Regions from separate parts of the Mus musculus genome. Here regions 2, 3, 4, 5, 6 and 7 are each linked to region 1. Evidence: chromatin contacts called from public HiChIP or PLAC-seq and promoter capture Hi-C data. All regions are on one chromosome and are shown on one strand. Each heading gives the region's core, a stretch centred on a gene start, on an enhancer-like site or on the middle of the called end of the contact. The rest is flanking DNA. Distances are from core to core; before and after follow the strand shown. Region 1 holds the start of Gtpbp10 (GTP-binding protein 10 (putative)). Region 2 holds the start of Pex1 (peroxisomal biogenesis factor 1). Region 3 holds the start of Gatad1 (GATA zinc finger domain containing 1). Region 4 holds the start of Zfp804b (zinc finger protein 804B). Region 5 holds the start of Krit1 (KRIT1, ankyrin repeat containing). Region 6 holds the start of Lrrd1 (leucine rich repeats and death domain containing 1). Region 7 holds the start of Akap9 (A kinase (PRKA) anchor protein (yotiao) 9).

Evidence for each region. Promoter capture Hi-C pulls out the DNA fragments that hold promoters and counts their contacts. HiChIP or PLAC-seq counts read pairs in DNA pulled down with a chosen protein or histone mark.
Region 2: a promoter capture Hi-C map of pre-B cells shows a contact between it and region 1, with 5 times the contacts expected there. The contact joins the promoter of Pex1 here to the promoter of Gtpbp10 in region 1. A contact is called at or near these places in 4 of 39 promoter capture datasets (hematopoietic stem and progenitor cells, liver and pre-B cells), 1 of 484 Hi-C or Micro-C datasets (uterus), 1 of 115 datasets of contacts at active chromatin or transcription factors (pancreatic cancer cells) and 1 of 9 other capture datasets (liver).
Region 3: a contact with region 1 is called in a promoter capture Hi-C map of pre-B cells, with 2.0 times the contacts expected there. The contact joins the promoter of Gatad1 here to the promoter of Gtpbp10 in region 1. A contact is called at or near these places in 2 of 39 promoter capture datasets (embryonic stem cells and pre-B cells), 1 of 115 datasets of contacts at active chromatin or transcription factors (large pre-B cells) and 1 of 9 other capture datasets (adipose tissue).
Region 4: a contact with region 1 is called in an H3K4me3 HiChIP or PLAC-seq map of stem cell-derived neural progenitor cells, with 5 times the contacts expected there. The contact joins the promoter of Zfp804b here to the promoter of Gtpbp10 in region 1. A contact is called at or near these places in 5 of 39 promoter capture datasets (cranial neural crest, embryonic stem cells, frontonasal cranial neural crest and 2 more), 1 of 115 datasets of contacts at active chromatin or transcription factors (stem cell-derived neural progenitor cells) and 1 of 9 other capture datasets (embryonic stem cells).
Region 5: a contact with region 1 is called in a promoter capture Hi-C map of pre-B cells. The contact joins the promoter of Krit1 here to the promoter of Gtpbp10 in region 1. A contact is called at or near these places in 8 of 39 promoter capture datasets (3T3-L1-derived adipocytes, cranial neural crest, embryonic stem cells and 4 more) and 1 of 115 datasets of contacts at active chromatin or transcription factors (embryonic stem cells).
Region 6: a promoter capture Hi-C map of liver shows a contact between it and region 1, with 6 times the contacts expected there. The contact joins the promoter of Lrrd1 here to the promoter of Gtpbp10 in region 1. A contact is called at or near these places in 7 of 39 promoter capture datasets (the 3T3-L1 cell line, embryonic stem cells, hippocampal neurons and 3 more).
Region 7: a contact with region 1 is called in a promoter capture Hi-C map of pre-B cells, with 5 times the contacts expected there. The contact joins the promoter of Akap9 here to the promoter of Gtpbp10 in region 1. A contact is called at or near these places in 13 of 39 promoter capture datasets (the 3T3-L1 cell line, 3T3-L1-derived adipocytes, the HPC-7 cell line and 8 more).

Annotation. Positions count from the first base shown.
Region 1 is chr5:5,558,094-5,560,973 of GRCm38.p6, reverse strand. It overlaps Gtpbp10 (GTP-binding protein 10 (putative)), which reads left to right and starts at 1,433. Exons shown (of 10, transcript NM_153116.2): 1 at 1,433-1,541. The coding sequence starts at 1,509.
Region 2 is chr5:3,594,609-3,597,488 of GRCm38.p6, reverse strand. Pex1 (peroxisomal biogenesis factor 1) reads right to left here and starts at 1,423. Exons shown (of 24, transcript NM_001293806.1): 1 at 972-1,423. The coding sequence starts at 1,100. It overlaps Rbm48 (RNA binding motif protein 48), which reads left to right and starts at 942. Exons shown (of 5, transcript NM_172991.4): 1 at 942-1,523; 2 at 2,044-2,234. The coding sequence starts at 1,287.
Region 3 is chr5:3,646,540-3,649,419 of GRCm38.p6, reverse strand. Gatad1 (GATA zinc finger domain containing 1) reads left to right here and starts at 1,484. Exons shown (of 5, transcript NM_026033.2): 1 at 1,484-2,040; 2 at 2,511-2,636. The coding sequence starts at 1,801.
Region 4 is chr5:7,342,897-7,345,776 of GRCm38.p6, reverse strand. Zfp804b (zinc finger protein 804B) reads left to right here and starts at 1,399. Exons shown (of 4, transcript NM_001163223.1): 1 at 1,399-1,506. The coding sequence starts at 1,399.
Region 5 is chr5:3,801,644-3,804,523 of GRCm38.p6, reverse strand. Krit1 (KRIT1, ankyrin repeat containing) reads right to left here and starts at 1,359. Exons shown (of 17, transcript NM_030675.3): 1 at 1,041-1,359. It overlaps Ankib1 (ankyrin repeat and IBR domain containing 1), which reads left to right and starts at 1,400. Exons shown (of 20, transcript NM_001289527.1): 1 at 1,400-1,927.
Region 6 is chr5:3,843,755-3,846,634 of GRCm38.p6, reverse strand. It overlaps Lrrd1 (leucine rich repeats and death domain containing 1), which reads right to left and starts at 1,462. Exons shown (of 6, transcript NM_172879.3): 1 at 1,189-1,462. It overlaps Krit1 (KRIT1, ankyrin repeat containing), which reads right to left. Exons shown (of 17, transcript NM_030675.3): 17 at 2,120-2,880.
Region 7 is chr5:3,926,733-3,929,612 of GRCm38.p6, reverse strand. Akap9 (A kinase (PRKA) anchor protein (yotiao) 9) reads right to left here and starts at 1,427. Exons shown (of 48, transcript NM_194462.2): 1 at 1,123-1,427. The coding sequence starts at 1,170. Gm51438 (a long non-coding RNA gene) reads right to left here and starts at 1,024. Exons shown (of 2, transcript XR_003955841.1): 1 at 1-1,024.

The DNA.
Region 1 (2,880 bases), core at 184-2,683:
TCAATGATCCTTAGCATTTTAGATATCAATTTCTTATTTATATTTTATTTATTGTTATTATATTCTGTGTATGTTATGGGAAAGAGAGTGGGCCTATATTCAATAATCATAAATAAACATTAGAAGGTGTGTGCATTAGGCTAAACATTTTGGCATAATTTAAATGGCAGCACATTTTCTAGATTTAACAGGAAAAGTATGATAACAGCAACTTAATATTCTGGTTTTTAAAATAGTAAGTATATTTATTGAGGCTAACATCTGACATTTGGGTCAATATTTAATGTTAATCTACAGAGGCTAGAACCAACCAACCAAACATCTAAATGAAAATGACAGCTTCAAAGTCCAGGAACAGTAAACTAATCTAGACTGAGCAGTAGTTTCCACACTGTGTACTTCCAAATAGGACTCGCTCCTTTCCCAAATTCCCCATCCTATTGTTTAGGATGCAGAACCTTATCTAAATGAATTGGAGTCCTGTTTTCTAGTCTAGGACTCAGGCATGTAGCAGAATGCCCGTAACTGCAATTTTCAGAGTTTCAAGACTAGCCTTTGCCAGGTTCCAGCTAGGAAAGCGGCCTTAGAGGCGCAGGACCTCGGGCTATCTGTAACTAACTTTAAATCAACCTCATACTGAAAAACGGAACATAACAATTCCTTAAGGTTACTCTCAGCTGCACTGCCCTGGCCAGTGACCATGACTGAGTCACATTTCGCCAAGGATTCTAAACCTAATAATTCTAATGATAGAAAATAATAAATGAGCAGTGAAGGGAGACCCCTCTAGTACGCTCGTGTGCCTTTTTCACTTAAAGACTTGGCAGAAAGATTGGCGAAATGGGCCTGCCATTCAGTGATCTTTTTCTGAAGCTTCCTCTCCAAGCTGGAATGTAATCTCTCGTGTTCTCACAAGGACAGCCTTCAAATGAAAGGTGAAAACTCTCGGCTGAGTCCAGGTTGGGGTTTCTGTTTGCCTCCACTGCACACATCATCCTTTGTAAAAATCTAGATCGTCACACTTCTTTCAATACTTCTGTGCTACAAGTTTTAAGTGACTGGTTCCTGAAGTTTAAGCCTTGGCTAGAAAAATTGCTCAAGCCATCATCCAGCAGTCTTTTAGAGCTCTCGGTGTTTTGTACAAGTGTGTCTGTTGGAGGGGTCTTTCATCGTGAGAAAATCCTGGCACCTCAGGTTCTTCAGCTACCATAAAAATGTTTGTGAGGCAGGCCAGTCTCCAGCGCATAGCGTTCAAAGCGTCAACTCCAGAGACTCCTGCCCGGAGCCCTGCTTCCCCTTGCACACAACTTAGACGAATCTGGGCTCTGCACTCTCCTTCCTGCACCCAGAGGCGTCCAAAGCACACGCCCACCTTCCTCGAGCGCGATGCAGCACGCAGGCGCGGATCCGCTGAGACGTCACCTCTGCGACCAGTAGTGACGTCAGTACGCGCGCCCGACCGAAGTTTGTCCGGATTCTGCGGGCGGGAGTCCTGCCCCTTGGAGCTCATGGTGCGCTGCGGTTGCGCTTTGTTGAGAAAGGTTCGTGACGGGGGTCTCCCCAGCTTTGGTGTCTTCGCCGCTCTCCTCCTGGGTTGTCGTTCCTCGGTTCCCGTCTCCTGGGAGAAGATTGTGTCTCAGTGACACGCTGATGGCCGTTTGGGGTCCAGCTTTAGGGAATTCCTGTATTGTTCCCAAAGCACGTGAGAGGATAATTGGGGACCTGCCTGCGGTTTAGACCCGGCATTGCGGTGCACGTGCCGGCTTGTTTGTTTGTTTGGTTTGGTTCTCATTGTTTAAAAGAGAGTCCATAACCTGCTTTTATACATTTCTCCTCCTTTACACTGCTTTTGATATCTTTCTGAAGACTTTTCTGGAAGTCAGAATGTGTGTTTGCTGTGCCTCATATAGAGATTTTACGTCAATTTTTATGTAGTGCCTGTCTTAAAATCCACTTTTATAACAATCTGCAACCAACCGCTCAATTAAAAAAGAATCTCAGTGAGCTTAACTGGCAACGGTGTGTGAAAGCTAGAGGTCATGTACATAAGCTGTTGTTAGGAACAGCCATTATAAATGAGAGTCCTTAATAAATATGACAAATCTAGAAAATAAAGAAAAAGTCACATACTGAACACAGCTTTAAAAGCCCTTACCAGGAATATCTCAGGGTGGTCAACCTTCAGTTTGTTTTTGTTTTTTTTTAAACCCACAGATTTTTTTGATACCCAAAAGTACTGCAGATTACCAAAAACGTGAATATTAATTTAAACGATTGCTCTGTAATTTGAAAGCCTGGGATTATGACACACTGGCTTTATAAGAAGTTACCTACCTAGTGAGGGAAACTAAATGGAAAGTACCAGAGGATATAATCCAGTGTCCGAGGAAGCCTGAAAAGCCAGTCAGTGAGAGTGATGGGCCAAGGAGGCCTCAGATCATACAACCATAAGCCATAGTTTAGTTGTATTTGAGGATACATTGAAACTGACACCAGAAAATGGGTTTATGATAGAAAGAACAAATGATAATCTAAACAGAGGAGAAAGCATGAATAGAGTGGCAGGGAGAGTGGGCAGCTCAGAAAAGAACAGGAAGGCTCCAACAAATGACAGCTGTCCCGGTGAGATCCGGTGAGGGCTTTGAATCCAGCACTGTAAACTTTATTATTTCAGAAGCAGTAAAAACCCAAAGTCACGACTGTTTCTGAGTAAAGAGAGACATAGACATCGGGTTCACTTAAGGGGGAAAGAGATGCTCTTGGCTCATGGTGGCGGATGCATTAAGAAGGAATGATGAGACCCTGAAAGACCATTTGGAGTTCACAGTCAAGATTCTAAGAGGACAGAGGTCCTGGAAAGGAGTTAGGCTTCTTGGAATG
Region 2 (2,880 bases), core at 174-2,673, 2.0 Mb after region 1:
GCTGGGATTTGGTAACAGTGAATGATTCCTTTCAGTCACCAGAAAGCAAACCAGAGAGTTAGAGAATATTTGGTGGAGATAAACTAACAGTAAGAATGGTTCTGATGAAATTGGTGTGTTCTGATAGGTGGACTGTAAAAGCAAGATAAATGTAGCAAAGAGGAAATAAAGGTAGAATACTTGAAGTCATTTCAAACTCTTGTATATTTTTTTTATGACCCAGTGTTCAGGTACCATGCATCTAGGATTTTAGATTTCAAATACTCTAACCCCATGAATACACTCAAACTAAGAGAGTCTATTTCTGCTCACTCTTAGGAAAATATGGATGCTGTATTTCCACCGATGGTTAATAGCCTTGAAACACCATAATGACAGAATCCAGACAGCTCGCTGAGGTCCAAGTAATCCTAGCTACCGAGGTGAAAGTGTGGGGTGTGAATAATTCCATCACCTTGTCACCCCGCCCCACCTCCCTCGCCGCACATATTCTTGCTATGTTCGAAGTCCTCCGGAGCAGGGAGAGCTATCTATCCTTTTATTAACCTTTCGCACAGGTTGGAAACCTTGGTAATCTACAAACCAAGTCTGCCACTCAACACCTCTATCGCTGCACCGGCAACTCGTTGGCAGGATAATGCTTTAGCAACCTGTAAGCAAACCTGTAAGAGCTCTCTAGAACTTTCCATCCTTGAGTGAGGGCCGCTTCTGACTGCTGGGGCAGAACCCTTGCATGCTCAGCTTGCTTTAACCGAGTTAAAGGGGTGCACTAGGAATTCCACGGTAGGGTCTGAGGATACACTAGCCGTGGTGTGGATGCACACGCTGCCACTCCACGCCATGCCCGCAGGGGGCCCTCGCTCACGCCTCAGCTCGGGGTCGGTGGCAGACGATGTCCCTGCAGGAAAAGGTGTCAGCTGACCCTAGTCCCACGAGACGTCAGTGGTGTCCGCGTCCCGCCAGCGCGTTACCTGCAGCAGGTGAAGCTGGGCCACGAGGCGCCGCGGCAGATGCAGGAAGCAGTCCCGAGCATTCGTGAAGGCCACCGTCACGACCGCCCCACCAGACCCCGCACCCGCTAAGCGATCGCTGCTCCACATTGTCCCAAGGTTCAACTCTCACCGGAGAGCGGAGTCCACCGGCTTCTCGTCAGGTGAGAGCGTCGGAACCCGAGAACATCGATCAGGCCCGCCCCCCTCTTCCCACGCCCGGCCGCTGTCACCCTCGGGCCACCTCCGAAGCTCTAGGGGGCGGCACGTCGCTCGTCGAATTCTCGCTCTCAGGAGATGATCGTCGATGGGGTCGATCCTTCAGCCAATCCTAGCACGCCTGGTCCATCCTGCTCTCTTATTGGACTCAGAGGAGCGCGGCTGGCGGATGTTGTTCTGGCGCGGGGGACTAGAGCCGGCAAGATGGCATCCAGTGACGGGAAACCTGGTGGCGTATTCGATCACCACGTCCAGACGGCTGTGTGTGACTCGCGGGCCAAATACCGGGAGGGCCGACGCCCTCGCGCGGTCAAGGTAGAGTGACTCGGATTCTTCTCTCCCCTCGGCAGGGACACTAAATTCCTGTGAGCACTAGCTCCCCAAGGCCTGCCTCCATAAAGGCATGGCAGGGATGTTGTGAGATCCATCTCTAAGTGGAGGGGGCACGAAGAACCCGGGCCCCGGTACCAAAGGTTATCACTACCCTCGGTTAGCTGCTTACCAAACCTCCAACCCACTATTTTTAGCTTTGTATCCTATGTGTTTACAATAGCGCTTCTCACAGGGCAAGCCCAGGGTGAGTGAGTGTTCAGTGGCTGTTTACATTAACCTCTCTGGAGTCAGCTTTTGGAAAAGACGTCTGTTAAGTGGTTTAGTCAGATACCCTTATGTGGAGTGTGGTAGTCTTTAGGCAGAAGAGTGACAGTTTAGTGTGTATGTTTTGCAGACCGGATTGTTTCTTGTTTTCAAAGCTCCATTTAAAAGGGGGTGGGAGGACCGATTTGCCATAGGCTTGTTTGAAGAGTACATTTAACGAGGTCTCCTTTGACTTTAGGTATATACAATCAATTTGGAGTCTCAGTACTTACTAATACAAGGAGTTCCTGCAGTGGGAGCCATGAAGGAATTAGTTGAGCGTTTTGCTCTGTATGGTGCGATTGAACAGTATAACGCTCTAGATGAATACCCAGCGGAAGATTTTACAGAAGTTTATCTCATTAAATTTGTGAAATTACAGAGTGCAAGGTATGTACAAGTTAAGCAGAACTCCTGTTAAAATCTTATTCCTGTTGCTGTCATTTTGGCCCCAACTGTTTCCCAAATGTACCCAAAGCACAGAAGCACTTCTTGCTCTCAGTCTTCCTGATTGGGGGGAGGAGGGGAGGGGACAGGGTTTATTTGGATAGCCTTAGCTGTGCTAGAATTAGTTCTGTAGACCAGGCTGGCCTTGAACTCAAAGATCCCTTTGCCTTTGCCTCTGACTCTCGAGTGCTGGGTTTAAAGGTATGCACCACTCCACCTCGCCTTCCAGTTTGTTTTTCACCAGGCCTCACATCTGCGACTTAATCACTCTAACAGTGAGTGACATCCCAGCTCTTCCTTCAAGCTTTTAAAAGGCTGACTTTACAACAATACTCTTCCCATCCTCTCATACCTGTGCTTGGCAAATTTTGAACCTGTAGTGTGGTAGATTAAGAATTACGTTTGAAGTAAATTATCAGTCCTGTGGATTCATGACTGTGGAGAATTTTAGTCCTCCAAGCAAATTTTTGTTCTTTTCCTAAAATCCATATGGCAAAAAGGACTACTTCTTGAGGTTCACTGAGCAAGGATGAAATGGGACAATTTATGTAAAGGGAGTAGACTGGTACCTCCTATTAAGAGGAAATAG
Region 3 (2,880 bases), core at 235-2,734, 1.9 Mb after region 1:
TGAGGGAGACCCCTAATGTCCAACCTCTAGCCTCCACACATGTGCTTATCTGCACACACACGCGCATGTGTCCTTAGACACATATACAGGCACATATGATCATGTATACACATGCCACATATAGATAAAACTCCACTGAGCATACAGTTGTTCAATTAAAGAAATATTTATTTACCTGTAACCAGTACTTAGGAATTCCTTCATTCCTTGGGCTAGTTTCCCTGGGAGCTTTAGACTTCAACGAACATAGCCAATGTTCAGGCTTAATTCTCTCAAATAATACACATCTCCTTTCCAGGTGAAAGTGTATTGTATCTGCTTTGCTAATGGTCCTCCCAGAGAACTACTAGTTTTGCAGTGATTTAAATCCAGGTTGAAATGTGTCCAGTTCCTCGAACCAAAGTTCACAGAAAACGATAAATTCTTCCAGCAATCACCCCTAGTTAAAGCAGTGTTCAATGCAGTCTCCAGGAATCTTCTTTGGGAGCCTTTATGCTAATATACTTTATTTTAAACGTTAGGAAGGTATAATGTATTGCTTGTTCTTTATGCAAATAAGTGATGTGAAGCCATATAAGATACAAATATCCCAGCTCTGAACCCAACTGTGTAATACAAAACTGTAACGTTTTAATTATAGTATAACTCATGAGAAATAATTGATAGGAATTCTTCTGCACATTGCTCATTTCTAACCCAACTAACTCATAAACCCCTCACGTTCAGTATTCAGTGCACAGCACTGTTACATTGACCCAGGTAAAATAAATCATTGACTAATAAATTAATCTCATCCAGTCCACACTGGTGTTTCTGCTGTTTTCTGTCTGAATGTTCTTATTATATGAATTTCTTAGACCCTCAATTCTTTTTTTGGGGGGGAGGGGGCTCGAGAGCACTTTATTCTAATGTTAAGTAGTATGCCAAGCAAGAATGTTAAATTAAGTTTCACAGTGTAGGTGCTAATACTGGATCTAGTCTTAGCTGTCTTTCCAGCCCTAACACACCTAGCTTTTTACGTGAGTACTGGGGGTCAAACTCAGGCCATAAGCTTGTGCCAGAAGAACTTTACCATCAGGTCACCTCCCTAGCCTCCAAAGTCAAATTAATTAATTAAGACTTTTAAAAGGGTCTTGATCAATAAGGCTACATTTATCAAATGAAAACACAGGATAAGTATGAGTATCATATAACTACTATTACATGGGCCACTCTCACTAGTCATTTGAAATTCACTTTTAACGGGAAATTTTACATCCATTCCCCCCCCCCAGCCCCCCCCCCCCCCAGCCAGTTGTAAACTCAGAAGAGTGACAGGCAATGGTAAGTCTGGCAGGGCCACTTCCGGCCAGTAGGCGGGGTTTCCGGAGCCCCAAAGCCTAGGTCAGGCACACTGGTTCACTCGGCCCCGCCCCGCCCCGCCCCGGGAGCTCCGCCCATCGCCGGAAGCCCCGGTGGGCGGAGGCAGGGTCGTGGTCGCCCTGGGGACCCCGGCGGCGGCGGCGGCCGCCCCGGATAGCGTCCCCTAGGGCGGAGCTGGCTTTCCCGGGAGGCCGCGCCGAGTATCGGGCCTGCGTGCCCCGCGGGCGGCCCAGCTCCAGGGCTGGGTCCCGGGCTGCGGGAGCCCGCTTCCCGCCTCCAGGGGTCAGCGGTGGCCGCTGGGTCCCGGCGCGGGCGGCCCAGCACCTCCGACCTTGCTCTTCCAGTCGCCGAGGTGGCCGGCCGACCCCTGGGCGGCCCGTGCAGACGGCCGCCATTCCCGTGTCGCTGCGCCCGCGGGGGCCGCCCGAGCCGGCCAGCATGCCGCTGGGCCTGAAGCCCACCTGCAGCATGTGCAAGACTACGTCGTCCTCCATGTGGAAGAAGAGTCCACAGGGCGAGATCCTCTGCCATCACTGCACGGGCCGGGGCGGCGGCGGCGCGGGAGTGGCGGGCGGGACCGGGGGCGGTGGCGGCGGCGGCGGTGGCTTCGGCACCACCACCTTCGCCACCACCTCGGCCGGTCCTTCGCAGAGCAACGGGGGCGGCGGCGGCAAGCAGGTGAGCCCTCGGCCTCTCCCTCCTCGGGAGAAGGGCTTCCTGCCGTAGACCGGGCGGTGCGGGACGCACCGGGGCAGCCGGACGAGGCCATTTGCTTGTAGGTCGAGGACCTCTTGCCCATCAAGTCCTTGTCACGTTAATAAATTAGTAGGTCGCTAAAAATGTCAGCATTAGAATTCTGTTCTGAGATATGCAGGAAACTTGGGGGGGGGCGTAAAATAGATCAGTTCAGCAAACGAATAATAAATAGTTCCTGCCTTGTCCTCCCCCCACTTCTGTCCTCTTCCCGCTTGAAAGCAGCGCCATCTCTTGGGAGGCCCTACAGAGTTTAACATCTCAGCCCTCGGTCTTTTAAGTTTTTTGTTTTTAATTTCTTTTAACAAAGTGTATTATCCTCTGATCTTTGTGAGGTTATTGTATTGGCTTTTCTTCTGCAGTTTTAATTTCCTTTTCTCTAAATTGTGTAACAGAGTAAGCAAGAAATTCACAGAAGGTCGGCCCGGCTCAGAAATACCAAATACAAATCGGCTCCAGCTGCTGAAAAGAAAGTTTCCACGAAAGGAAAAGGGAGAAGACATATTTTTAAGTTAAAAAATGTAAGATGGTTGTGGACATTGTGCTTCCTAATGGGACACTGTGGGTGTGGTGGGCCTTCCCACGGCTGGTGTACCTCTCAGGTGCACTTAGGCCGTATTCTGGAGGGAAGGCAAGGTTTCCCAAAAGACAGCTCTCCTGGAAGAAATTGGCAGTTTTTGACATTAGAAAAGCAGTTTCTCAGTTTTTTTTTCTTCAGCTTTTATTTTTCTCATCTGAAAGATATAAAATATGAATCTAGAGGAA
Region 4 (2,880 bases), core at 150-2,649, 1.8 Mb before region 1:
CCTTCCCCCCAAAGGCTCTCTCTCTCTCTCTCTCTCTCTCTCTCTCTCTCTCTCTCTCCCTCTCCCCCTCTTTCCTCCCCCCTCACACACACACACACACACACACACACACACACACACACACACACACACACTCACACACACACACACACACACACACACACACACACATGTTTTATTTTCAGTCCATTTTGTTCCCTTATGGCTAAATTTACACTTAACCAAAGACCCCCAAGAACAAGGTTGTTAGGGACTGGGAAAACAAAGACCTCTACCGACCAAACAATTGCGTCTTAACTGGTAGAATAAGTGAGCCTTTGTAGCTAGATGTGTGCATATATGTGCACATAAACCTATGCATTGATGTATCTAGCTTCCATAAGTAAGTTTGACAGCTAAAAGTTCCTTTCTCCGCTGCGAACTGACCACCACAGTGCATTTAATGGGCTCTGTTTTCAGCTGAACCTTTCGCCCCTACAGGAGACTGGGAAGCTTTTTTTTCCCGGCCATTGACGCCTTGATGCAGGGGGCCCTAGAGGTGAGCAGGCAGAAAATGACTAAAGGAAACGCTCTCTTCCAGATCCCTCCACAGTCTTTCCTACTCTTCTTGGGTTCCCGCCCCCTAAACCCCTTAGAAAGTTGGCTCAGAAGCGGGGCAGAAGGGTCGAGAGATTGGTGCTGGTGGTTTCAGGAGGAGGAGCAGTGAGACCCGTGTGGCAGCTGTCATCTCTCCTTGCTACTCCGGGAACCTAGACCCTACAGAGTCCACAGCTCCAAGCTGAGCGCTCACAGTCTCCGCGCCTCGCTGTAGTCACCACATCTCCAACTCCTTGCGCTCGCCCTCTCTCGGACACTGCAGAGGGGGCAGCTCTTGGACCCACGGAGGAACGCCACGCTCCCTGTACAGACTGCGTCGGCTGCATCCCGGGTTCCGCAGCTTACAGCTCAGCCTGGGGACTCGGCGGCTGGAAAATGCCAACTTGCACCTGAATGTCCCCACCCCATTCCGCCTGCACCCAGCAACGGCAGGGGGCGGGGTAAAGGGGGCGGAGGACTCCGATTCCCTGGTGGACTCAGGAAGTTGTCCTTTAAAAAACACATCTTCAGCCCGCCTTTGAGCGCCGCCTCGTCAGAACAGTATGTGGACTGGTTCGCCAGGTCCCCTAAGTGTTCTGGGCTGCTGCCGCCGCCGCCTCAGTCCAAGCAGCCGCTGTGGGCAGCGAGAGCCACGCGCAGGTCGAGGTGCGGGGGCGCGCGGGCACTCTGTTCCCAGCTTGCTGCTGGCCTCTTCTTCTCTGGAGGTGGCAGTCACTGTTGCTGCGGAGGAGCCAGCCTGCATCTCCCTGCCTGTTGGTCGCTCAGTAAGGAGTTGAGACTACACCTCCAGCGGGGACCCACATGGCTTGTTACCTGGTCATCAGTTCGAGACATCTCAGCAATGGGCACTACCGGGGCATTAAGGGAGTCTTCAGAGGGCCCCTCTGCAAGAATGGATCTCCGTCTCCGGTAATGTGCACACAGACGCACACACCCATCCGTACACGTTCAAAACCGAATGCAAACAAAAAGAGACATTAGGAGATACTGTCCTGACTGATAGAGCAGGTTTGTCTCCTAGGGAGTAAGCGCTCTGTCAGCAGACACACTTTGCAGACAATTATAGCGAGGGGTGTGTGTTTGCGAGTTTCTTGTCGTCCCAGTCATTTGATCTGTAGTGGTATGTATGCAAATGTTCACTGAGCACAGTTAACTGCAGGGAGAAGGTAGATCTTCCCTCAGAGTGCACTAGGAATCTGAGGATTTGGGTAGTGAAGAAAGTTTGAGTGACACTCTATAATGTGTTTTGTGAAGTCATACTTTCAGATTAGTTTAATAATTTTACAGCTGCTTTATAAGAAAATAAACTCTTCAAGGGGTTTGTTTGTCTTGGAGAAATGAAAAGGGGTGGTTTCTCAGAGTTCTAAAATCTAAGACTCAAATTCTTTAGAAGAAAGTGAATGAGGTTTTTTTGTTTTGTTTTTTTTTTTGTTTGTTTGTTTTTGGTTTTTTTTTTTTTTTGTGGAAAATCAAATCAGATTGTTTGCTGTATTTCAGAACATTAAGTTAACCTGCAATTTCAGTTGTTTCATTTTGCTTAGTAAACTGTTCAAATTCTGTCATCCAAAATCAAAGGCTTTACTATATCAATTAATTATATCAATTTACTATATCAATCAATAACAGGTGCTATAAACTAACGTTTTAAGGGCTCAAATGAGTTTAAAGAAAAATGTACGTATATATGTGTGCATGCATGCACATATACATAGTTTGAGTATTTTTACATGTATGATCAGTTTTAGACCACAGTAAGTGACCAAGTATCCAAACTCAATGAACAAGTTTCTAATCTGGTTTTGAGAGTATTTTTATTCTGTATGACGTAGAGAGGAAGAATTTAACTTACTCGAGTATTTTCTACCTCATACTTTTCATTACAGCTGAATACTTCATTAGTGTGAACTATTTACAACTGCTATATATTATAAATACCACTGGTTAAACAGCATCTGTGATTTGCATGTGGAATCTGGAATCGGGAGGTTACGTGTACTCACATACATTACTAAGATTCCCAATGACAGACTCTCTGCTCATGTTTTAAAATGTGTGTTGTTGTAACACCCCAAACTAAATGAGAAGAAGCCAGAAGTGTTACTGGGAAAACACTGTTTGCATTAACAGTTACAATTAAACTCACAGGGCTAGAAAGGGACTTGGCAGTTACAGCTGACTGAAAAATATAGCCCACAGTCAGCCTAAGCAGTGGGTCTGAATCTTGCCTGCTTTAAAGATTTTAAGGATTGGGGTTCCTGCAGCCTCAGCAAACTATTACAGTGT
Region 5 (2,880 bases), core at 110-2,609, 1.8 Mb after region 1:
AATTCATAAGAAAACGTCTATTAGCAAAGTGTTTCATTTGTGAATACTCATTATATATTTTAAATACTCATATTTTAAATATATAAAACAAACTTACTGCTAGCAACATATTCGCAAAAATTCTTTTTTTTTTTATTTTAAGTTTATTTTTAAAAAAGTATTTGTACTGGAGCACTTAAAATAGTCTTCCAATGACATAAAAGGAAACAAAGGTTGAAGCCAGGAAAACAACAAAAGCTACCAGCGATGAAGGTGAAGCTGGTGCAACTGAAACCGACAGGAAGAGAGAACTAGTCAAAAGAATAAAAATAAATAAAGCCATTGCTAATATGCTATATGGCTCACTGCACTGGAGAAATGCTCAGGCATGAATGATATGCTGCCTAAAAAATGAGGACTTATGTAAGTGGAGATGGTTCATAACTTGGAGGGCTGTCTGCGATTTTTTTAAAAAATATGCAGGGATATTGTTGATTTTCATTATGATTGACAAAGGAGAGGCATACAATTTTCACTTAGTGCCCACAGCAGGGGTAATTACTCCTTTGTGGGTCAGTGAGTTTGTTTACAATAAAGACACGCTAAGTTCCCTGAGAGAGCAGGACAGGAATGGAGCTGAAATCTTGAGGTCGGCCAACCACATCAAGGCTTCTGGTGAAGTTACAAAGACCGAGGGGAGGAGAGAGCAGAGAGTGCAAGCCAAAAGGAGACATAAAGGAAGAACTCGGATAGATGGGAGAAGACAGCTACAATCGATAAGCTGTCACTGTCCTGGCAATGACAACACTGCCTGGGAAGTCTTTCCCTTGGCACCACCCACCAGTGCTCCCCTACCGGGAAAAATGCAAAGCTGCTTTTGCTCCAAAAGTTCCCACCCAAGAGACGCCGGTGACTTTTCGGTACCGGCGTGTAAGAAACAACACGCCTTGATGCAGAGCCTCGTGGGCGAGCTTCGGTGCTCCTGCCGTTGGCTCCAGCCGGCGTCTGGCTCTTCTTGCCTTGCTTTCCTTGTTTCCGCCAAGGAAACGGGAAAGACTCACCCGGGCGGGCGGCGGATCCTCTCCCGAGCCGCTACATCCAAGTCAGTGGGTGGGGCGGCAGTCGAAGGATGGCGGAGCCAGCCCGTCACCGTTTTCTCATTCCTTCTGCCTATCTAGGAGGCCCACCCCAACTTCCTGTGGCAGGAAGCCCCTGGATTGTCACCAAAAGCCGCCCCGCGAGTTCGGGTCTCAGGGCACCTGTTCCCCACCGTCCTTCCTCTCCCTCGGCTCCAGGAACCCTTCAGCCTCTCCACCAGCTTCGGGCTCCCAAAGGCCTCAGCTCGCCATCCCACCGCTACCGGCGCCGGGCAATAACTTCCGGGGTTACGCCCCCAAGGCCGCTTCAGGTTTGCGGCTGAAAAAGCTTCCGGGTCGGCCCGCGGGGAGCCGCCGTTCGTGCCGGTCCGTGCCACTTCGCGCGGCGGCCGCAGCTGTCTGGGAGCGGGCGACCGTGAGCTCGCGGGGTTTGGCGGCAGCCGAGCCCGACGCTAGCTATAGCAAGGACGGGGGTCGGGGAAGGGAGGTCGGCCTCCGCGGCTGCGTGCGCACGCGGCACGACCATGCGCTGGACTTGAGCGAGCGGCGGAGGCAGGCGCCACCGCCCCCCTCCTCCATAGCCTGAGAGCGGCGGCGCGCAGCGGGAGAAGATGGGGGGCGCCCGCCCAGTGTGAGCTCGCCGGGCGCGTCGGGCTCGCGCAGCGCTTCCCGCGGGCCTCCAGCGCGCATCCTCCGGCTCCCGCAGCCGCCGCCGCCGGCGGGTGGGTGGGGCGCCGAGTGGACCCGAGAGGTCACCCGCTCGGCGCGAGAGCCAGGTGGCCGCGACAGAGGAAGACCTGCAGATCTGGGGGGAATCGACGCGAGCCCGGTCCCGGCCGGGAGAAGTAACCGTAAGTTTCTGCTTCGCGGCTCGGCTCTGGCCGAGGCAGTCTCGAGCCTGCCTAGTTCACGCCCTTCCGCGTCTCTTGCGAGGGTTGCCCTGTCACCCCTTCTCTCCCCGTCCCCGAAGGAGCACAGCATCCTGTCTGCCCTACGGGGTTTCTCGCGCTCGCGAATTTGCAAGCCTCCCGGTTTCCGCGGCGCGTCCCATCCTCCACACACGTCTACATAGCCTTGTCCCTCTGTCCTCAAAAGATTCGTGCCCTCCTTCATTTTCTGTAGAACCCCGGACCTCACAGTCTCCGCAACCCTTGTTGGGACCTGGAAAGCCTTGGATTCCACTAACTCCGTGGACCTGAAATAGTGAGGAGCGACTAGGTTAAAAGTGCTCTGTAGGACTGTCATGGGTGGGGATAGGTGCAGATGGCACCACTGAACCTTTATTTGTGTTGCTTTTGCCACCCAAACAAAAGAATGAACGCTCCTCTGTACCCTCATTCCTCTACGTATGTGTGAACTGTTCGTACATTGATGTTTGAGTCGGAGGTAATTGAAGCTACAGCTGTAATGAAGCAGGTCTTGAAGAGTTTTTATTCTCACAAGCGTCATTCTTATGGAACGGCATGTTGAAAAATCTTTGGATTGAAAGACCCATTCAGGTTTACTAGTAAATGTGAAGACCAAATGTGAAAACATCTGGAGTTTTAGATAGTGTACTTTGGATGCTGTTAATTTCTTACTGTTTTGATTACTGTTTGACTAGGCTGTTTCTCGTTAAATTTTAGTTTGCATTTTTAGGTTGCTTTTGCAGAACTTTCCAGAAATTAGATTAAAATATAATTTTAATACTGTCAGTGATTAGACAGCTGTCAATGCATTAACTACTTTTTAAGGTACTATTAGAAAGCAAATGATAATTCTAAAAATAATGTTACTCTGTACGGTGTAGGTTCTGTTAATATTC
Region 6 (2,880 bases), core at 213-2,712, 1.7 Mb after region 1:
TAGTGTTTCAGAGTGAGGATAAGTGAGCCCGAGACCAAAGCTTCCTTTCCACTGTCCAAGTTCACATGTCCAAGACTGAATCCATGACTGTGGCCTGGAACTCCAAGAATGCTTTTTCAATCCACATGCATGGTTGAGCCTAAGCCTGAGGTAGCATCTGCCTCCCCTAAATCACAAATGCTATGGACGCTGTAGTATAGAGCAGTGGTCTCACCCTTCCTACTGAGACGCTTTACTATATACAGTTCCTCACGTTGGGGTGATCCCAACTATAAAATTATTTTTGAGGCTACTCATAACTGCAATTTTGCTACTGTTATGAACTGAAATGTAAAAGACTGTTTTCCAATGATCTTAGGTGATCTCTGTAAAAGGTTCATTTGACCCCTAAAGAGATCCCAACACAAAGGCTAAGAATCACTGGTATAGAGGGATAGGACACCCCAAAGGAAAATTAGGTACTGGAAAAGCAAGTATGATGTCTTATACAGCTTCTTAGAAGTAATAGTTGGTGATATTACATGCCTTCTCCCCACAGGGAGAAAGAGATAACATCAAGACCTTAATATATGGTATTTTCCAATATGGTAAACACTAACAACATGTATCTTTTCCAATGAAAAATAAGTGAAATTACAAGGCAGCTCCCTAGTCATAGCCGTATGTATTTCCGGTGACTACGTTACTGAGTAGTGTAGACTGTTAACATCTTCATGGTAGTGAACCAGTGAACTTATTTGAAAACAGGTATCTGAAAAACAAGCTTTACCAGCCTAGCCCTCAAAGTATTCCACTGCCGGAGTTGCTATCAATTACCCAGTGAGATGGCTTGACTGCGAAAGGCGTTTGCTGCCAAGGCTGACAACAGGAGTTTGATGTCTGGGACCCACACGGTGGAAGCAGAAGGTCAAAGAGGACTCCAACAACTTGTCCTCTGACCTCCATATGTGAGTCCTCTTTCCCCGTGCACCCCTTCCCGCGCGCACATGTACTCTGTCCCACAAATGTTGTAAAGGCTGAAATATATAAATAACACTCTAAAAAATGTTTTTGAGAAAAATCTCCGTTCTCATGAGCATTAAGTTCTATTTAAAAACACATTGCCAATTAGATAAGCAAAAACGAAATCAAACTATTTTTTTTTTAAACAAGTATTAGTAGAGTTGAGGATACACGGTAATTTGTTACCTATCTGAACGATGTGGCCATCCAGGTAACTACAAGACTTTTTCAATGCTTCGACCGGTGTAGGGAGAAGAACGCTGAGCGGAGGCTAAAGCAGCCTGGGACAGAATGCAAATGCTAGAAGCGGTGGGCTGGGAGCATGAAGGGAGGGGGATGCGCACCTCTACAGTTGTTGCGAGATGCCCGAGATGCGGGATGCGGAGGCGGGAAAAGAACCTAGCCTGGGCTTAGCAGTCCTTAGATCAGTCCCGTGGAGCCTCTCTGTGGCTCTCCGAAGTGGGCAGGGGGCACGCCCGCGCGCGAATGTCTGTGATTGTGGCGATGGTGGTTGCGCAGGCTCCGTTGTGTCCCGCCTCCCTCTGGCGTTTATGAGCTGGCTTTGGTCGCAAGGGTTGCTTTAGGTGAGCCCTGCTGTCATTCAGCTGCCCAGCAGCCTTCTCTGGCCAGCTGTGGGGCAGTTTGCTGGTTGACTGTCCTCTCCTTAGGAGATCTTGCAGCCTAGCGATTTAGGTAATTTGAGGTGAGCGGCAGGACAGCACACACTTATCTAATAGTTTTCTTTGACTAGACATTAAGTAAATTTGGGTACTTACACATTTCTATTAAGCCCTCCCCCCCCTTAAAAAAGTTTTCAAACTTGTACAAAAACTACTTCTTTTTTAAAAATGTGTTTAAAATTTATGTATAGACTCTGATCCAACTGAATTTTGTCACATGCTATTTCAACCATCAGAGAATATTCTTCCCTTTCCCCCACATTCTTTACATTTCTCCTTTATGTTCCCATGTTTATCCACACCCATCCTTTCATCCAGTAACCGCTATATACCGTCTGCCCTGTGGTTTTATCTTTTCCAGAATGTTCCCTAAAAGGAATGCTAACCTTCTGAGTCTGGCTTATTTCAGTGAACTGGAACTTCATATTCGTGGTCATATTCATATAATGTTCATCAATTGTTTATTGTTGAGTAGCATCCTATTGCATATATGGATATACTTGTCTGCTCACTCATCAACTGAAGAAATTTGGGCAGTTATGAGTAAATACAGTTCACAGTGAAAATGTATCCTTTGAGAAACCCCGTAGAGAGTATACTTCAATCCAATGAAAGCTACATATGACTCATAGTCAATAAAATGCTCAATGGAGAAAAACGTGAGGCAATTCTATTAAAATCAGGGACAATATGAGGCTGGCCATTCTCTACTTCTATTTAAAATAGTGTTCAAGGTACAGCAACATGACAAAGAGAAGGAAATAAAAAAGATAGGACTGGGAAACAAGTCAAGTATCGCTGTCAGTTGGTGATACAATACTACACACAAGAAACCCTAACATATCATCAGGAAACTAGAGCTGATCTAGACTTTCAGCAAAGCAGCAGTATACAAGATTAACATAAAAATCCACTGCATACCAATGGCACACTTAGAGAAATCAGGGAATTGACAACAGTAAACAAACAATCCCAAAACCCATAGGTTCAAAGAAAACAAAGACTGAAAGACATCCCATGCTAATGGATAAGACTTAAAGTTGTGAAAGAAACTATCCTAATAAAAGCAATAGACAGGACCAATGCTATTCCAATCAAAATTCTCATGCCATACTCACAGAAACTGAAAAACAAAAATCTTAACATTGATATAGAAGTACAAAGATCACAGATATCCAAAGCAGTCCTAGGCAAACAT
Region 7 (2,880 bases), core at 178-2,677, 1.6 Mb after region 1:
TTGTTAATGATGTGAGAGAAGAAAAAAGAAAGGTAGGTGCCTTCGTTAGGGTTACTATTGCTATGATGAAACATCATGACCAAAGCAATTTGGAGAGGAGAGGGGTTTATTTAGCTTACAACACTTCCATATCACAGTTCCAAACTAACAAGTACAATAAGCTTAAAATATAACTTAATTATTCCCAGTAACAATAAGGTCTTAAAAAAAGGCACTATATCTTAAAGGTAACTTCATTTTTGGGAGCAAGGAGGTCCAAAGGTAAGCTCAAACAGGTAATTTTACAAAGAAATCATTCTATTCCATTCATAACAGTGTCAAATTATTTAGTAAGCCCACTGGAAGATGCCTACATATAAGTCTGGATTATACATGACTTGCCATACCCGCATACCCACACAAAATCAAACTTACCAAATACATAATAACAAATACATTATCTAAAACAGCAATTCTGTAGGTGTTTTAGTCTATGGAACCTTTCGATGCCCCGAAGTTCCATTCCACACATTACAAAAGAGCCTGCCATGACAAAGACCTCAAGCACGAATATACAAAGAACGGCAAAAACAAAAACAAAAAACAAAAAACAAAAAGAACGCCCCTACAGCCAAGTTCACAGCTGGCACTTGTGGCACACTCAAGACACTGCCGAGGCAGCTGTCACAGGCCAATCACACACACACACCAAGAGTGCCAGCGTGACACCTCAAGAAGGCAGGCTGATGGTCAGCGCAGGGGTGTTCCCGGAATAAAGAAAACCCTAAACCCTTGCTCCGGAAAGCACAAAGCCTGGCCGACTCCCTGAACTCCCTTCAGAAAGTGAAAGGGTGGTGGCTGCGAAGCAATTCCTTAGCAGTTAACAGCCGGGGTGAGAGGGGGTTTTGTGTGGCACCGGGGAGAAAGGAACCAAGCCGAGCGGTGCAGTCATCAGGTCTCCAGCAGCAGCAAGAGAGGGCGGCTCTTCAGCCCCAGCCGCAGCCCCCTAGCCCCAGCCGCAGCCCCGGCCCCGGCCCCAGCCCCAGCCCCAGCCCCGGCCCCGGCCCCGCGGCCCGGCCTCTCCCCCAGCCTCCGCCCCGGGTCACCGCCTCCCGACGCGGCCCGTGGCCGCCGCGCTCCTACCTTCGCCTTGCCGGCTGCCAGCTTCCTTTGCCTCTCCTCGTCCTCCATGGCGTCTGCAGGGTAGGCTGGGACGCAGTGGAGAGGAAAGATCTGTTTAGAAAGAGGCGGACAGAGCTCCGTGGCCACCCGGGACACGCTGGGCGCTCACCGGCGACTCGTGCCGGCCTGCACGGGCCCCGCGGTCACCGCCGCCATCTTCGTCTCCACGTAAACACACGGCGGCCGGCGGGGCGGAGCGGGCGGGCGGGCGGCCGGCGCAGCCGCGAGCGTGGCCCGGCAGGTGCTTGTGCGCGCCCGGCTTGACCGGGGCGGAGGGAGGGTCAGGGTCCGGCGGCCCGACACCCACTGCTCCGGGGACCCGGTGCTCGGAACACGCCGCGCTGCATTTCCAATTCCAAAGCGACCGCGGCCTCACAACAAGGAGCCGCAGTGGAAAGGGCGAGGGCGGAACCTCCCCCCTCCAACCCGGGGAAGCCTGATCCTTCCTTCACCCCAAATCCCTCCCTCAGTTCCCCCACAGGTTCCCTCTCAACCCATAGTCTTCTCCTTCGCCTTGCGCTGGAAGAGCAGCCTACGGTAGAGCCTTCTCCCAACTCTTTGTTCTCTGGAGTGAAGCTGAGACACTCCTAGGGGCTTCCTTCTCCTTGGCAACTGTGTTCCTAAGGAACTCGAATTCGGAATCTAAGTTGGGAACAAAGCCAGTCTACCCTAACTTTCCCTCCTCCAGCCCCCCATTAGTTATTTATTCACTTTACATCCTGACCTCAGCCCCCCTCTCCTCCCATCCCCCCCACCCCACCATGACCCCTCCTGGCTTACCTCTCTCCCCTTCACCTCTGAGGTAGACATTACCTCAGGTAAAGGGCTGGAAAAAGGTTTTCCAAGCAAAAGGGACTATGTTAACTTTGAACTTTAAAGACCTTAAAACAGCTATGGTTCTCTGACTTTACCTGGAGTTCTTGGACGAGCTGCCTAATATTTATGACTGCTCCTGGAATGTGAAAACACTCAAACCTTTGTCCTTTCTATTTCTTGAAATGGCTACTGTGAAAGATTATGCCCAATAAACTTTGTTACATTTTATTGAGCCGTGCTTATAAATCGATTCTTAACATCTTTCCTCCCCCACCTGCTCTGGCAATCCTTTCTTTCCCTTCCCTCACTCCCTCTTTCCCCTCTCCTGCCCCTCAAATCCATTTCTGGAGTGAACGAACCATTTTAGTGTCTCAGATTGAGCCTTTCTTCTTTGTTTTAACATAGGTTTGGACTGAAAAATTAGCAGGTAAGAACTAAAGATATTAGTTTAATCATAGAAGTAGTGTTAACTGGATATACATATGAAAGGGGGAGACTAAAAACCTTAGCTCTATCAGACACCAAAAATGTTTCTAGTACCTGTAATTTAGAAATCTTATATTTCAAACATAATTGTGCCAACCTAAAACAATCAAGTGTGTATTTGCCCCATTTTCTCAGCTGGAATTGGGGACGTGAGAACAGACACCTCATCATAAGAATAAAGGAAAGTAAAAGAGGCTGATCTAAGAGAGGCGTGTTTTTCTCGGGAGCCCTTTGTGGCTCCAGGTCTAGAATGAAGTGTTCTAAACTGCCTGGAGTTAAGTGATGCTCGGTTGATTCTGATTGCCTAGGAGGAGCAAGCCCAGGATATCTGACAGACTTCCTGTTTGTTAATGGGCTCTCCTTTCTCAGTGGCTCAGCAGGTCAACTCTTTGTTGCAATCTGTTCCATCTTAGTAAC